Regions from separate parts of the Mus musculus genome. Here region 1 is linked to region 2. A link is a contact called in public HiCAR-type data. All regions are on one chromosome and are shown on one strand. The core of a region is the stretch at or near the end of the contact, and the rest is flanking DNA. Distances in the headings are between cores, read along the strand shown.

Region 1 (2,700 bases), core at 66-2,565, 1.2 Mb before region 2:
TTTGATCAGCACTGTGGGTTCCAGGTCATCTTTCTAGGAGCGTCTGAACCCCAGGTTGGACCGCACGGACAAGGCACAATTGCTGAGACACCAGCTCAGACACTACACTGATACTGTTCACAAAATTTACTGCCAGTGACTCTGAATTCCACATTGTTCTTTGTGTTCATTTCTAAGGTAATCGACTAAGCATGTCTTATAGCTTATAGTATTTTAAAAGATGCATTCATTAAAAAGAACCCAAATGCACGTGGGTAGACAAGAGGACCCCAATTTTCTACCATAGTTATTTTCACTTCGCTGGAAGCCAAGTCCTCTTGAACTTGAAAAACCACCAGCAAATTAATCTACAAGGCTTTCATGACATTAATCTAAACTCATGAAACTAGATTAAGTACTGGATTAAGAATCAAATTCAGAAATGCTGCAATCTTAAAAGAAATACGTCTTCAGGCTGTCACGAAGGCAGACTGAACCCCCATGGCAAGTGCACCCAGGAGGGGACTCTAGGGGCTGGAGGGAGCAGCCACTTCCAGGTACGTGCAGTGTGAGCCGGAAGCCAACAGGTGGCACAAATGCATTTGACTTGCACATGGGCCATCGCCCGGGATGCCGCTGCGCCCCCTGCTTTCTATAGCCCAGGCAAGCAGACGCAGGCTGGCGCCTTGGCTCCCTTTGCGAGCCTGGTCTGCCAGGTCCACACGGCCCAGCAGAGTCCAGCTGGGTCCTGAGCTGCGCGCCGCTGAGGACCCAGAGAGCTCCAGGCAGCGCGCCCTCTGCTGGCCGTCCGCGGACTCGCCGTTGTTCCCAGCCTGTTCGGAGAGAACTCAAATTGAGACAGATGGAAAGAGGGGGCAAGGATTGGGACCAGTCAGGGGCAGAGTAGGCGGAGCAGGACTGGGTAGGGCCAGGTAGGGCGTGAGCACTGTGGCTGATGTGAGGCTGGCCCCAGGCACTCCCAGGAGAAATTTCCAGGGCCCACGGATTCACAATTCGAAGTAGCTCGAGACTATAAAGACACCTCTGCAGGCCTTCTGTCAGCTCCTTTTGTTCTCTCCTCCAGATTGGAGAGCACTGCGAACCTGGTAGTATTGTACAGCTCCACACCAGCATTCCGGACCATTCCTTTTGTAAGGCTCTACTTTGAGCTAGCAAGCACGGAGGCAGGAGTGGCTCAGCTGGGGGAAGAGAGCCTGTCGTTCCCAGGTTCCATCTCGCTGGAGAGGAGCCCCGCCTGAACTTGTTTTTAATGTGTCAAATCACAGAGGCAGCTTCCCAGCAGTAAAGTGTGAAGGGGTTACAGCCTCTTGGGCCTCTGGGAAGCCAGACGCAGGTCTCAGCAGAGTGACAGGCGTGTTTCCATGCCAGGCAGCCAGGCAGTGGCCCTGGGCTTTTGATCTTCATCCCACAATTTGTCAATTGGACGCCTCTTCACGCCCATCTTTATCACTGTCAGGGACACCTCTGGCTCCCGTGTCCCTTCCCTGTAGGCCTGAGCTTCTGAGAGGTTCCTGCTAAAGGCCTCTCTTATTCCATACCAGCCTAGGAAGGTGGGGTCCTCACCGGGCTCTGCAGTGTCCGCAAAGCTGAACATAAATTTGACTGCATTAGTTTCCATCCACAACCACCAGAAGTACCTTAGCTCTGTCTCCTAGTGGGACTCTGGCAACTCCCTCCCTGCTGTGGGCAACAGACCTCGCCACTATGCATGGATGGATGGGGTCCACAGGGGTCCATTCCTAGCCTTCCCAGGAGTCTTTGTCTTGGTACCGAGCGATCACTCTTAATCCTTTATATCTAGTGATGTGTTTCTGCTCCTGTTCTCGTTTTTTTTTTTTTTTTTTTTTTTTTTTTTGTAAAGGAGGAAAGTGAGTTAGAACATTATATGCTTACAGAGGATGAAGCAAAGCTGTCAGTCTGTGTGACACTGCAGCAGACCTGGGCAGGCAGGTAAGTGCTCATTCATTCGAAGGAGTATGTGTTCTGATGCTCTGGCCAGAAGAAGGGAGGACTTGGGAATTCTGGCCCCAGGGACACACAGGGCTTAAGACACCCAAATCCTGTCTTGTTACCATCAGTGGGCCCTCCAAGTCTTCAGTGGACTCCTCAAGCCACTCCTAGACCCCTCTTGCCCATACTGAGGGCCAGGGAGATCTCAGGACCAGGCAGAGCTCATAGGAGACGGGAATTCCTTTATCTCAGGCAGGGTGGTGATGAGATTATTTTAGGACGTCGGGCCCATTCTAGGCATCCACCAAACAAGCTGTCAGAAACTGAAAGAAAGTTCTAGATCTCACATACACCAACACTGCAAATGCTTTTTTTTTTTTTTTTAAGGTTTTAATCCCAATCGCTAGATTTTCAAGGAATTGGACCAATGGACTTTAGAGAGGGCCAGACATAAAGGATTTGAAATCCCACCCTTGTACCTAGACTTTGGGGTGTGGAAGGGTCAGGGTCAGGGTGTGGAGCACCATCATGGCTAAGTGGACTCCTGCTGAGTGACGAACACATTTGGTGGTGTTTGAGGGTAAATGTACGAGGCTGACATTTTAAGAAGTCACAACGTTAGCTCATTCCAAAGAGTGGAGCAAACCTAAAGCTTCCTTCCTGGCTTCTGGTGGCAGCTGGTCCAGACTGAGGTCTGACTCAGAGGCAGCACTGACCTTTTAAAAGTCCCTGCAAAGTGCAAGGTGTGAA
Region 2 (2,700 bases), core at 152-2,651:
AAGCTCTTCTTTTGTATTTAAAAAAAAAATGTGTTTTGTCATTGTTACTGAGGATGGCCAGGATTAAATTTTAAATTACCTGTCACCGCTACAGACCTCTAAGTGTGAGTGAGCCATTATATGCAGATTAATTTGAGAGGCAAAAAGAGGGCTCTGCTTTCATTTTAAATTGGTGGTGAATTTAGACTGAAGAGTGCCCTGGATGGTTTATTTTGATTGAGTCCTTCAGGGTGAGAAGGAGGGGCCTTGAATTCTGAGTGCTTCACTTTGGAGAAACTGTTTCATCAGTCTACAGAAAAGGTTTTCCCCCTCCAGCTAGTGTAAGCTGAACTTGAAAATTTGAATTTTGGGAAGGGGTGGTGTGGGGAACCAAGGGTTCTGGGAAGACTCGGGAAGGGGGAGGGGCAGGGCTTGCGCTGAGTTCTAAAAATCCAAGGCTTCTAGAAGTTTTTCTAGAGTGAACAACAGTTTTTTAAAAATCTGTTTAGTGGAGACCCAATGCCTTCAATCCAGTTTAAGACTCCAGCTGCCTTGACTCTCCAAGTAGTGGTGTGTGTGTGTGTGTGTGAGCACGCGCGCGCGTTTTCCTTTTCTGAGCTGGTGAATCAAGTGCCCCCAGGGTCCACAGCAGCACGGGTCTTCCTTTCCTAGCTTCCTGAAACTCATCTCTCCCCATTTCTTTTCTCTCTCTACTTCTTTCTCTCTTCTCTCTTGCTCTACGGTTGCTTCAGGGCTCTCAGTATGAACTGAAGGACAACCCCGGGGTGCACCCAGCGACCTTCGCAGCCCACACAACGCCTGCTTATTATCCCTATGGTCAGTTTCAATACGGGGATCCCGGACGGCCCAAGAACGCCACGCGGGAGAGCACCAGCACGCTGAAAGCCTGGCTCAACGAACACCGCAAGAACCCGTACCCCACCAAAGGAGAGAAGATTATGCTGGCCATTATCACCAAGATGACCCTCACACAGGTCTCCACCTGGTTCGCCAATGCGCGCCGGCGCCTCAAGAAGGAGAACAAGGTGACTTGGGGGGCGCGCAGCAAGGACCAGGAAGACGGCGCCCTCTTTGGCAGCGACACCGAGGGCGACCCCGAGAAGGCCGAGGACGACGAGGAGATCGACCTGGAGAGCATTGACATCGATCAGATCGACGAGCGTGATGGCGACCAGAGCAACGAAGACGAAGAGGACAAGGCGGAGGCTCCTAGGGCGCGCGTAGCCCCTCCCGCCTCAGCTCGGGACCAGAGCTCCCCATTGTCGGCTGCTGAGACACTCAAGTCTCAAGATTCGCCCTTGGGCCTGGTTAAGGAGGTCTCAGAGCCCGGCAGCACACGCCTGCTGAGTCCTGGCGCCGCGGCGGTCGGCCTGCAGGGCGCGCCGCACAGCAAGCCCAAGATCTGGTCTCTGGCTGAGACAGCCACTAGCCCCGATGGTGCGCCTAAGGCGTCTCCACCGCCACCCTCAAGCCACGCCAGCGCACACGGGCCGCCCAGCGGCTCACCCCTGCAACACCCGGCCTTTCTACCCAGCCACGGACTGTACACCTGTCACATAGGCAAGTTTTCCAACTGGACCAACGGCGCGTTCCTAGCACAGGGCTCGCTGCTGAACATGCGATCTTTCCTGGGCGTCAGCGCGCCGCATGCAGCACCTCACGGCCCACACCTGACAGCACCACCACCTCCACAGCCGCCAGTCCAGGTTGCCACCGGGGTGCTCCATGGTGAGAAGGCCTCCGCACGCAGCAGTCCTGCACTTCCAGGTACCGAGCCAAAAGGTCGCATCTACTTATTTGGTCTGGGACATACAGAGACCTAGAGATGAGTGAGTGATAGTGGTGGTGGGTAGGGGAGGCTTAATGTAGTAGCTAGGCCTAGGTCTCACCGAGGCACTGAGCTGTATCCAAGGGCTTGTTCCACGGAGGTATAAGGGTAGACATTGGTCACAGGAAATATGAATCTGGGCATAGAAACCCTTCCAACCTGAACACCCCACTACCTAACCCTTTTCCTAATCTTGCAAATCTCTTTCCTTGCAGAGAGAGACCTAGTCACCAGACCGGATTCGCCCCCACAACAGTTAAAGTCGCCCTTCCAGCCGGTGCGCGACAAGTGAGTGCTTTTTAGCTTTTGCCCTGGGGCGGGATGGAAGTAGCGGTGAGGGTCCTAAAGTCCTAATTGGAGAGCACTACCCGCCTAGCTTGCTCCAGTTCTCTGGAGCAGGGAGACTGTTGGGAGGCGGTCTAGCTCTAGCCCGGGCTCTGCCCGAAGAGGCTGGGGCTCGGTGGCGCTGGATCTGTTTACTCATTGCTGGTGTCTTCTTGCTGTTTCTCATACAGCTCGCTGGCCCCGCAGGAGGGAACGCCTCGGATCCTCGCAGCCCTCCCGTCTGCCTGATTAAGGGGGGTCATCTTTTACTTTTGCGGGGGGAGGGGAGGGGGAGGGGTTGGGGGGGAGGAGACGAGGGAAGAATTAAGACAAATATTTGAGACTTGTGTAAAGGACAAACGTGACGGCAGCGTCAGTGATTCTCACACATCGCTCTCTGCAGAAAGGGGCTCATCCTGCCTAAGCGCTTGGGAAGGGGGGAGTAAGGCTCAGCCTGCCGCTCGGATTGATTATCCGATTCGGTAAATGCCCCCCTCCCACTTCTGTGTTTGTGTCTTCTTTGTTTCTTTTTTCCCCTTTCTGTATAT

Evidence for each region. HiCAR-type assays count read pairs that join an accessible place to other places.
Region 1: a contact with region 2 is called in a HiCAR-type map of astrocytes, with 5 times the contacts expected there. The contact joins two enhancer-like sites. A contact is called at or near these places in 3 of 39 promoter capture datasets (embryonic stem cells, hippocampal neurons and liver), 3 of 484 Hi-C or Micro-C datasets (cardiomyocytes, embryonic fibroblasts and embryonic stem cells) and 3 of 115 datasets of contacts at active chromatin or transcription factors (astrocytes, embryonic hindbrain and embryonic stem cells).

The regions. Positions count from the first base shown.
Region 1 is chr13:73,158,491-73,161,190 of GRCm38.p6, reverse strand. No RefSeq gene overlaps it. Among named protein-coding and RNA genes, the nearest start is that of Gm30154, 27 kb to the right of the region's middle. Within about 2 kb of position 1,315, at least 74 of the 459 cell types and tissues checked have an H3K27ac peak or open chromatin away from gene starts, as enhancers often do.
Region 2 is chr13:71,958,317-71,961,016 of GRCm38.p6, reverse strand. Irx1 (Iroquois homeobox 1) reads left to right here. Exons shown (of 4, transcript NM_010573.2): 2 at 732-1,767; 3 at 2,044-2,116; 4 at 2,344-2,700. The coding sequence ends at 2,401. Among named protein-coding and RNA genes, the nearest start is that of Irx1, 4.1 kb to the left of the region's middle. Within about 2 kb of position 1,401, at least 28 of the 459 cell types and tissues checked have an H3K27ac peak or open chromatin away from gene starts, as enhancers often do.